Linked DNA regions of Zea mays: regions 2 and 3 are each linked to region 1. The links are chromatin contacts, called in public Hi-C maps. All regions are on one chromosome and are shown on one strand. Each heading gives the region's core, a stretch centred on a gene start, on an enhancer-like site or on the middle of the called end of the contact. The rest is flanking DNA. Distances are from core to core; before and after follow the strand shown. Region 1 holds the start of LOC103635843 (CBL-interacting protein kinase 19). Region 2 has its middle 59 kb from the start of LOC100282086. Region 3 holds the start of LOC100282086 (seed specific protein Bn15D17A).

What was found. A called contact is a pair of places that touch in the nucleus more often than the background predicts.
Region 2: a Hi-C map of tassel shows a contact between it and region 1, with 4 times the contacts expected there. The contact joins the enhancer-like site here to the promoter of LOC103635843 in region 1. A contact is called at or near these places in 2 of 25 Hi-C or Micro-C datasets (ear and tassel).
Region 3: a Hi-C map of bundle sheath shows a contact between it and region 1, with 3 times the contacts expected there. The contact joins the promoter of LOC100282086 here to the promoter of LOC103635843 in region 1. A contact is called at or near these places in 3 of 25 Hi-C or Micro-C datasets (bundle sheath, ear and tassel).

What each region holds. Positions count from the first base shown.
Region 1 is chr8:126,300,553-126,304,251 of Zm-B73-REFERENCE-NAM-5.0, forward strand. It overlaps LOC103635843 (CBL-interacting protein kinase 19), which reads right to left and starts at 1,446. Exons shown (of 1, transcript XM_008658222.3): 1 at 1-1,446. The coding sequence starts at 1,203. LOC100274493 reads right to left here. Exons shown (of 10, transcript NM_001365847.1): 9 at 3,686-3,699; 10 at 3,310-3,604. The coding sequence ends at 3,571.
Region 2 is chr8:126,588,352-126,591,975 of Zm-B73-REFERENCE-NAM-5.0, forward strand. No RefSeq gene overlaps it. Among protein-coding and RNA genes, the nearest start is that of LOC100282086, 59 kb to the right of the region's middle. Within about 2 kb of position 1,665, at least 12 of the 20 cell types and tissues checked have an H3K27ac peak or open chromatin away from gene starts, as enhancers often do. A contact at or near this core is called in ear and tassel, where this site is marked.
Region 3 is chr8:126,647,272-126,650,720 of Zm-B73-REFERENCE-NAM-5.0, forward strand. It overlaps LOC100282086 (seed specific protein Bn15D17A), which reads right to left and starts at 1,871. Exons shown (of 1, transcript NM_001154999.2): 1 at 508-1,871. The coding sequence starts at 1,798. The coding sequence ends at 857.

The DNA of each region.
Region 1 (3,699 bases), core at 196-2,695:
CTCGAACAACCCCGACAGATTGAATCCCCTTGAGAACGAGATGATATCGAACGCGTTTAGACTTACCGGCCGTGGGAGAGATCCGACAGGCCGTCTCCTCTCCTCTGATGACAATGTGGCTGGGCAGGACGCTACGGAGGAGTCTGACTCCCAGCCAGAATCATCGCCGTCGTCCTCTTTCTGTGGTGGTGGTGGTGGCGGGGGAGGGGGAGGTGGGGGTGGAGGCTCACTGTCACTGGGCCCCAGTTCTTCCAGCGCCTCAGCCTCACTGTCTGCCAAGCTGTGCACTTGGTCATCCTCGACGTAGAACCTGACCGGCCGGAACCCTTTCTTAAACCACCTGCTCTCAATTATCTGAGCCACCGTGATCCTGGTCTCCGGGTTCGTGTCAAGGAGCTGATTCATTAGACAGCTAAGATCCTTGGAAAACCATCTCGGGCACCGGAATTCCCCCCTGTAGATCTTACGGTACATCGCCATGAGGTTCTGGTCGTGGAAAGGGAGGTAGCCAGCCATGAGCACGAACAGGATGACACCGCACGACCATATGTCCGCCTTGGCGCCGTCGTAGCCGCGGCGCGCGAGCACCTCCGGAGCGACGTATGACGGCGTGCCACAGAAGGTGTGGAGGAGGCCGTCGGGGTGGAACTGGTCGGCGACCGCCGAGAGGCCGAAGTCGGAGACCTTGAGGTCGCCGCGCTCGTCGACGAGGAGATTCTCGGGCTTGAGGTCGCGGTGGAAGACGCCGCGGGCGTGGCAGAAGCCGACGGCGGAGATGAGCTGCTGGAAGTACCTGCGCGCGGTGTCCTCCTTGAGGCGGCCCTTGGCGACGCGCGCGAAGAGCTCCCCGCCGCGGACGAACTCCATGACGAAGTAGATCTTGGACCTGGTGGCCATGACCTCGAAGAGGCGGACGATGTTGGGGTGGCGCACGCGGCGGAGGATGGCGATCTCGCGCTTGATGTGCGGGACGAGGCCGTTGCGCAGGGCCTTCTCCTTGTCGAGCACCTTGATGGCGACGGTCTCGCCGGTGTCGTCGGCGTGGCGGGCGTGGTACACCTTGGCGAAGGTGCCGTGGCCGAGCAGGCGGCCCAGCTCGTAGCGCCCCAGCAGGAGGCCCCCGCGCTTGGCGGGCCCCGAGGAGGAGGCCGGCCGCCGGGGCTGCGGTGACGCGTCCCACGACGGCGGCGGGGTGGCGGCCATCAGGTAGAGGAGGAGGTCAGGCGCGCGGAGAAACGGAGCGGAAGGCAGAATGGCCGATTAGGTGGTGGTGGTAGCGAGGGCACCGGAGCGCGCGGGAGGAAGGTGATGGGTGGCCGGCCGGCATTGGAGGGGGCAACAGCCCGGATACTGCCTGTTTATTTTGCTCCGCGGCTCTGGCTGTTTACCTGCCCTACTCAAGTCAAACTTGGGCCAGAAATAAATTGATAGATGCAACTCCAGAGGTTGTATCTGCAAGTGTACCATCATATAGAGTATTTCCACGGTATATTTGTAGTAATTGTAAAGAACGGTGTCATAGTTTATGGGTGAGATATGGGTTTGGAGGTTTTTTGACATGCCTAAAAATATCTTCTAAGGGCTAGTTTGGGAACCTCAATTTTTTAAGAGTTTTCTATTTTTTATAGGAAAATGAACTAATTTTCCTTTAGAAATTAGAGATCTCTTGGGAAATTGGGATTTACAAACTGGCCCTAAATATAATGTTCAGGGCTGCTTGTCGGTGGAATAATTGCAAATGAACCGTGTGCATCCATTGGCTGAAAAAAATGCAAGAAAAAGAGCTGGTAATACTATACCCATCCGGATAATAGACGGTCAGTATCATATACGTTAACGTGGAAACGTATACTATTTGCATTTCCAGCCGGGGTTGAAATGCAAAGAACCGAAGAAGCTAGGGATGGTTTTTATAAAAGAATACGGGCAACGAGAACGAGTCAACGACCGCAGCGTGCTACGTGCCCAGCGGTGACAGATGGCGTCCGGCGGTGCAGCCGAGAGCCGACATACGCGGAGCATTCTGGGCGGCACAGCACAGCCGAGGCCGGTGCACGTCACATCGGCATCTACGGAAGATTTCCGGGCGGGCTGGAGACTTCGGAGAGCAACGGGCACCGACCGCCGACGAGTTGACAAATTAGACTGGATCCAGTGTCAGCAGCTCGTATCAAGCTATAATCATTGTATAGAGTACGTTAACCTACATCCATATTAGCGTCATATTTTTTTTTGACGAACACTTATTTAAGAAGAAACATACCATTTCGTTTCAAAAAAATATATTGAGCACATAATTCAAACAAAGCAAAAACAAATTAAAACTATATAGTTCGTAAAAAATGACAGTACTACGACTTACCATTCTCATCCGTCTCTTCCGTATTTTCTTCTTAATCTAGTTTTAACTTGTTGATCATTTTTTCCACGACCAACATATATGGCCCTTCTTATGGCATCATATATGACGTCGAACACCTACGCGGCTGACGTAGAACCAGGCTCTCGTAGTGTAGGCGAGCCCCATGGCGACATGCCGACCTCGAGGCAGAGCCCGAGCGCCAGGTAGCCGGCGACGCTGGAAGCAGGATGGCCGCGCAGGTTCTTCCATCGTGGAAGAGCGAGACCGAAGATAGAATGAACACTCAGTCTATACTGAATGAGAAGGGCAATGCGGTCAATCCGCGACTTGTAATCGTCGAGGCATCGGTATTAGAGGGGATAGCGTGTCTTGGTGTCATTTTTGAAAGAGTACGCATCACGTCTCTAAATATATCGTTAGAGTATCTCCAACCATATCTTAAATTAGTGCATTAAATTTAAATATAAAGCTCTACGCACAAAAAATCACTCGAGCAATGTTTTGTTTTATAAAATTTAGTTAAAAATTATATAGCGCTTTCTCAAATATCTCAAATATACTACATTGTAGTATACTACCATATAATCTAGATTTAAGGTTTTATTGCTGGAACAACATATTTTTTTGTGTTCTAAATTCTATAAGTTATACTCCATTTTAAATTATAGAGCATTTTTTATGCAATTACGTCATTAGGAGTCCTATGAATATAAAACTCGAGTGACCTCTCCAAATTAAGCATTCCTCCGTATTTTCTATGTTTGTTGTGTTCTTCACTTCTTCTCGACCCTTGAGATCCGTAATTCGGCCGGCTAGGTAACACGGTGACGTTCTCGACGCAAGATGCTTGAGCCAAGCCATAGCGCCATAGCAAAGACGTCACTCCAAACAAATTGGATTCGATGGATTTCATGAATCAGGTCCAGGAACATTCGACCTTCACCTGATTTGGAGAAACTTTTAAATTCAGAAAATCTCCATACAAGTATTTTTTTTCAGTCTTACATTATCATTATTATTGCGCTGCTTATAGGCATTCTATAGAGCCACCCATACGGTGGAAAGGTTACTGCAATACAGGCAGTCCAACGAATCTATACAAATACAACTTCTGGTACCACGGGTAATACTAATGCACGGTTACACTACAATAGCAATGTAGTGCAGAACTACAGATTCCTGAAGACACTCAGGCGTTCAATCCAGTCTCAGGAGAAGATGTAGACCTCCTCAAACGATTTCCTACCAAAAATACACGCATTAGTCTAACTGAACAATGGATTGTACGTACATTTGTTAGGGGGTAAAGATACAGAGACTCACGATTTTTTCCCGGT
Region 2 (3,624 bases), core at 415-2,914, 290 kb after region 1:
TTGGAGACCTCTCTCAGCAACAACCTGGTGAAGGAAAGTGTCATCTGACCTATCATGTCCTACATACTCTATAATTCACTGTCCCGCATTACTTTATGAAACCTAAGGATTGACTAGCTTTGTATTTACGTTATCCTTGTTTACCTTTTGGGTAATCATGGTTAGCATCTTGCTTTTGCTTTACTTTAATCAATGAACATGATGTGAACATTTATGATACGATATTGTTATCTTGATTATGCTGATGATCTTGTGATACTTTAGGGGCTCAGGCCTTTTTCCTGAGTACCTCTCCGTAAGGACCTGTTCGTGGAGTGACCACCCGGGATAACAGTGCAACCATGAGGGTGGAATGGGACGCCCTTAGCTGAATAATTAGATGAACCTGGGGGTGTAGTTGGCTTTGCCTGAGGGCCGTCAATTGGGGCCGGGGCGTAGTGCTCGCTCTGCCAAGGGGGGTGCAGAGGTTCATTCGATTTGGTTTTGTTAGTCACCCACCTTGGGGAGGTGTACTGCGTTTGTACAACTGGCGAAACCTAACGAGCAGCTATGCACTAGGGGAGTCTTTGTAAAGGCTACGTAGTGTATCCCTGGCCATTCACCTCGGTAGTGAAGATCGGGTCTGTACAACCCAGGCTGGAAAGGGATCACGACTCATGGGTAAAGTGTGCAACCTGTGCAGAGTGTTAGAAACTGGTATATCAGCTGAGCTCACGGTTAAGAGTAGCCTAGGGATCCTCTTTGATTAGAAGAACTTTGGATACTTTTATGTTGATGGTTAACAATGATGTTATAAAACTGATCTCTGGTATTTTCCTCTTTTGAGGGAGTACTTTTGGGTAATAACTGGGTTTATGACTAAAACTTGGCTCTACTAATAACAATAAATACTTGACCAACTAAAAGCAACTGCTTGAGCTTAACCCCACATAAAGCTAGTCCACCTCAGCCAAACGGGACATTTGCTGAGTACGTTGATGTGTACTCACCCTTGCTTTACAAACCACCTCACCCCAAGTTGTCCCCATTGTACTCAGTGCTCAGGAGGTGATGCTGGCAACATGGAGTACTTCGAGGAGTTCCAGAATTACGGCGAGTTTTAGTTTATCTTAGTGGCAAACCCCCAGTCAGTTGCCTGTGTAGGCTTATCATCTACGTTTCGTTTCTCCGCACTTTGATATTTATGTTAAAGACAATGGTTATATATTAGACTCTGTGGATGTCTTGGACATCTTGATGTAATTAAAGTACCTTTCCGCTATTTATTTCGAGCGTTGTGTGATGATGTCTAAGTATGTAATCGCTGTGTACGTGGGTTTCTGATCCTGGCACGTACATGGTTCGCATTCGGTTTCTCTTCTAAAAGTGGGTGTGACAATGTTCATACTAGTTTGATTATGATAGTTCATTATTCATGATTATGTTCATACAAGAGCATGTACTTGCAATGAATTTGTTCATGGTAGTCAGGGGTGGATTTACCGCCCAGTGACCATGGGCAGTCGCCTGGGCTTTAGGCATGTGCGTAGTAGAGTATGGATTCAATTTTAATGTGAAACATACAAAAATACAGAGGCAGAACCGCCAGCCATAGAGTGGAGGCCTAGCCACGATCCAACAAATAACCAAATCACAGCCCACTAACCCGATGACAGATGGCCCACGAATGGACTATTAGCCTAGCTTGTTGGATTGGACACATGCACGTGACGTACAACTCCTTGCCTCCTTGCTACAGCCTGCTCTTTGTCCCCTGACAACGATTCATCTCTTGTTTGTTGTTTCGACGGTGAGTCGGCGACACTCCCAATTCCACCTAAGGGCTGATTTGGTGCTTGGTGATCCCCAGGGAAAAAAATTCTCTTACTATTCAAAATTGAATTGCAAGGGAATTCCTCCCCATGGATCCCCTCGGGATCCCTAATCACCAAATCAGACCTAAATGTTGGGCTGCTGGGCAAGATTGGCAGTGGGTTGTTCGGAGGTGGCCGTTGGCGAACCGTGAGATTGTGGCCGAGCCGACAAACCACTGTTGCTGCTGGCTGCTGTAAAGTCTGCAAATGCAAGCACAGCAAGTCGACGAAGTCGTCGGGTAAAACTGAGGTAAAAAATAATAGTAGATTTTTTTGCATAAACTTTATTAAAAATAGATCATTTGCAATGTCAACTTATTTGTGTCAAAGATTTGAGATGGGAATTTTTATTGTGAATTTCATGAATCAAGAATGAGGCGATCCTTAGTTCATCTACGAAACCATGGCAGTGGACCTGTGCCTGCTAATGCTATAGGAACTCGGGATGATCCTCATCCACATCAAAACAATAACATGGGTAATATTGAGTTCAATCCAGATGAGATTATATGTGATCCTGCTCTTAGAAAGAAAATTTATGAGTATGCTATTGAAATTCAAGATCAAGTTAGAAGGGCATATATATTGAAGGGCCCAACACAACCTTCTTTGAATATTCCCTTTACACAATTTGGATGTGATTTATGAGCCTTTTCCTTATACTGGTATAAGAAATATAATTGGCTAGAATACAGTGAATCTACTGAAGCTGCATTTTGCTTTGATTGCTTCCTATTTAAGCAACCTGGAAGGGCATAACACTTTAGCTATGATGTGTTTGCTAAAAAAGGATTGACTGACTGGAAACATGCATATAAATCACTGCCTCAACATGTTCGTGGTGTAGGTAGTGCTCACAATCAGTGTGTTCAGAAATGCGATGATTTTAAAAATTAGAGATAAAGTGTGGCAAGTGTGGTTGCTGGTGCTAGACAGCTAGCAGAAGAATTGTACCAAATCTGCTTGAGTTCTACTCTTCTATGTTCAAGTTATCTCTTAGGGCAAGGCATGGCTTTTTGTGGACATCATGAATCCTCTACCTCTTTAACCAGAGGTAACCTTTTAGAGTTGATAGACTGGCTCAAAGATAGCAATGAAGAAGTGAGAAACGCTTTTGACCATGGTGGATTAAATTGTAAAATGACTTCCCCTGATGTTCTGATGTTCAAAAGGATCTTGCAAAAACTTGTGTAGAAGAAATAACTGACATGATTATGAGATCTTAGTGATAGACATTTTGCCATACTTATTGATGAATCATGTGGTATATCGGTTAAAGAGAAAATGGCAGTTTTTTAAGGTTAGTAGCAAGTTTATTATGTTATTTCATATTATTACACTATTGAAACTTCATCTTTATTAATACTTTTTTCTATTTTAGATATGTGAATTCTCAAGGGAACGTTAAAGAGCGATTTCTTGCTCTTGTACATGTGACTGACACTAGAGCAGATGCATTAAAGGGTTTTTTTTATTTGGTATTCTTGATCGAAACAAATTATATAAATTGCATAACAAAATTTCTGATGATTGGTTTAACAACTTGATGGTATGCTACATTGAACGTGAGCTATATAAGTCACTTGATGAAGATATCATTCTTCGACGATTTCAAGGCTTGAAGACTAGAGAAATGCAGTTGCCTCGTAACCGTAGGCTTGAATAGTCATAACATTTGTGGTATATTTTATTCTCTTTCACTTCCATGTCTATATTTTTATAATATAAGATAAACTAATCCATATTTATATTTTTAGGTTAATTTTGGAGG
Region 3 (3,449 bases), core at 621-3,120, 350 kb after region 1:
AAAACCGTTTGGTGGAAACCATTAAAAGCCGTTAAAAGTTTTTCGATATATGTTTTCACAGTTTCATCCGAAAGCTACTAAAAACAGGTCCAGAGGTGCTTTCAGTTTTACACTGCGAGAAAGTCAGCTTTTAGAAAAAGCTACATTCTGGATCCAGCCCTTTAGTTTGATTTTTGGCTTTTAGGCCAAAAGTCAAACCAAACACACCCTAAGTCATCACGGCTGGGGCTCGAACACTCTCGGGCATGTCCCGGACCCCTAGCCAAGATGGGTCTTGGGATGCCAGGTCGCACCCCTAGCCAAGATGGGTCTTGGGATGCCAGGTCGCCAAGTATGTTCCCTGCCCAGGCAAGGGTCCAAACTGATTTAGATGATAGTTAGAAATATTAAATATAATTTAATTTCAAAATTAATTGCACAGATAAATACTAAATGACAAAATGAACCTACTAAGTCCTAATTAGTCCATGATGTATGTCTATGTGATGCTACAACCAACATTAATTTGTCTACTAATGTTTAGTCTTCATTTATATAATTAATTTTTAAATATACTACATATAATACTTATAACTGGCATTTAAACATTCGATATAAGAACTAAACCGAGTAACCAAACGCCCTCTTTGATCGGGGAACCAAACCCCCTCTACCTGAGTAATTGTGCAGTCCATCAACTTTTACAGTTAAAGACAAGAAGAAAAATTGAAAAAGATAAACAAAACCTAGAAAATTTGAAGTTGGCTACTGTGTGTCTCCTGGCACCCGGGGGTCCAAAAGCTTATTTTTAAGCAAACACCGCAGGCGCAGGGTCGCAAAACTGCTCTATTCGTTTAGGTGCGAGCTGTGCCTGTGCTTAGGCGGCCGGCAGCTGCAGCCGCAGGCCGATGAGGCTCGATGCCGCGCTCAAGCCGCTCTTGTCGCAGCGCGACGACCTCGGCTGCTGCCTGACGACAGGCTCGAACCCAAGCGTGAGCTCGAGCCCAACCTCCTCTTCCTCCTGATCCGCTACCAGCACCTGGCTCTGGCTGCTGGCTGGCGGCTCAGCCTCGGCTTGGCTCACGTGTGAGGCCGCCTCCACGTCGGTGTCCTCCTCCGACCACCCCTGCAGCTGCAGGTGGTGGTCGTGGCTGCCGGCGGACTCCTCGCCGTGTTCTGGCTCGACGACCATCGGCACCGGCTGCAGCTCCTCCGCCTCTCGTTGTTGCGTCGGGGGAGGGCTGGGCGACGCGCGTTCGTTGTTGCCGGCCTTGCCCTCGAGCTCGAGGGGCAGGGGCTTCGCCTTGGAGGCGTTGGAAGACGAACCCGCGCGCTTGAACCTCTTGCGGCCGGCGCGGAGGAGGTCGGCGGCGGTGGCGTCGGGATCCCTGGGGACGTGGCGGATGTCGAAGGCGGCCGGCGGCGGCGGCCTGGCGCCGGCGAGCAGCGGCGGGGCAGCGGCGGCGTCGGACCCGGCGTCGACCTGCACGACGGGGTCCCCCCTGAGCACGGCCTCGACGGCGTCGGCGCACCTGTGCCACTGGCGCGACCAGAGCAGGCCGACGGAGCCGTAGACCGGGTTGACGATGCGGCCGCACGCCTCGTAGAGCAGGGAGCGGAAGACCGCGGGGCGGACGCCGTCGTCGGGCGCGGCGGCGAGCAGGTTGAGCAGGCCCGCCCGGCCGTAGAACTTTGCGAGGAAGACGGTGGCGTTGGCCTGCGCCTCGGGGGCCTCGATCCACTGCAGGCAGGGGCGGATGGTGCAGGCGTCGCCGCAGCCCTTGCGCAGGACGCGGCAGCCATTGCAGCTCATCCGCATCTTCGCTCCTCCCGGTGGTGGGCGCACAGATCGCGAGCTTTTGCTACCCGGCCGCGCGCGCGCCCAAGTTGTTGGAGAGGGAGGGGGTGGGGGTGGGCGTTTTTTTATAAGCGGAGACTGGACGGAGAGAGCAGTGGGCTGCTCCTGCCTGGGTTGGGCGCCAGTGGTTTTGGAGAGGTGGGGGAAGGCGGATTCGGCGCCGCGGGGGAATGGATGGACTGCGACTGGCCGAGTGCGAGCCTGAGCTTGTGTGGCGCCCGTCGCGGGGTCGGTGCTTCTGCTTGCTGCCCAGTGCCCACCCTTTGCAAGAAGCCGCGTCCGCGAAGAAACTGGAGGCGGCAGAAGAATCCAAAAGTGCAAGGCGCCGCCGCGCGCGGCCTCTACATTTATAGATTTATAGATGGCCAAATGGGCGGCCCGGCACTGGCACGACCAGGTATGGCACGGTTAGGGCACGACCCGTTTAGCACGATTAGTAACCTTGTCGTGCTGGCCCGGCACTAGTGCCTGAACCCAGGCTCAGACACGGCACTAAGGATCCTTAGCCGTGCCGTGCCGGCACGGCAGGCACGACCAGCCCATAGTGCCAGGGCCGGCTCGGGCACTACAACAGAAAACACACAAACCACGGAAAATCACAGAAACACATCCATTCACTGATTCACAAATTAACACACAGTTAAACATACTAAAATACCTAATACTGAGCTGTTTAGTGCAATGGCTGTCTCATTAAAAACCTATCTAGTTAAAAACCCACCCTTGTGAGAAAACCCTAGATAGGAAAAAAGAGTACAGCCCACAGCTCTTTTAGTTTTCTTACATATCACAGAGTTACAGTGTACAGTTTAGTTACAGCCTTACAGGCACAAGCTGAAGTATGCAAACTAGCTAAATAAGATCACTCTTGGACATGTGGTTGTGGATCAGTAGGTGTCTGAGATTGAGATTGAGAGGACCCTGGAGTGTCAACTGGAACTTGTTCATCATCAAGATATAGATCAGAGAATGAGTCTTCAAGTTCTTTGTTCTCAACAGTATGTTGGGTCCTTGCATTCCCTTCCTCCCAGTCCTTGATGCAGGTCAGCATCTCGACCATCTCCGAGGTCAGTCGACGCTCCTCGATAATCCTGCCACCATCAACAACCTTATATATCTTGTCAAAATCATTCCAAACATCAGATGTGGAAGCTCTATTTCTTACCCGAGAACTTGTAGGTGTGTCTGTCCCCCCAGCCTGTTCCACAGTAGAGTCAGGATCTATATTGATGGGCTCCGTTGAAGGAACTGCAGCCTCACTACCGCCAGTTTGTGCAGGCACAGGCACGGTGTCGTCGTCGGCCATCAAGCACAGATCACAAGCACAGAGGCATAGAACACCAGATCACAATCACAGAGGCACAAAGCTGGAGCACCAGATCGGCCCCTCACGGCTACAATCACAGAACAAAGAACAGATCACACAAACAAGCATCAGATTAATAACTTACCAAAGGTCCAAAGCCGGAGCACCAGATCGGTCCCTCACGGATCCAACCTCCAAACACAGAACAAGGCGCAAGGCGGTATAATAGATTAGGGTTCGTCGGTTTGAACAAGATCCAGAGGCGACAAACACAAAGTAGAAGCACAAGCAAACCGCAAATGATTA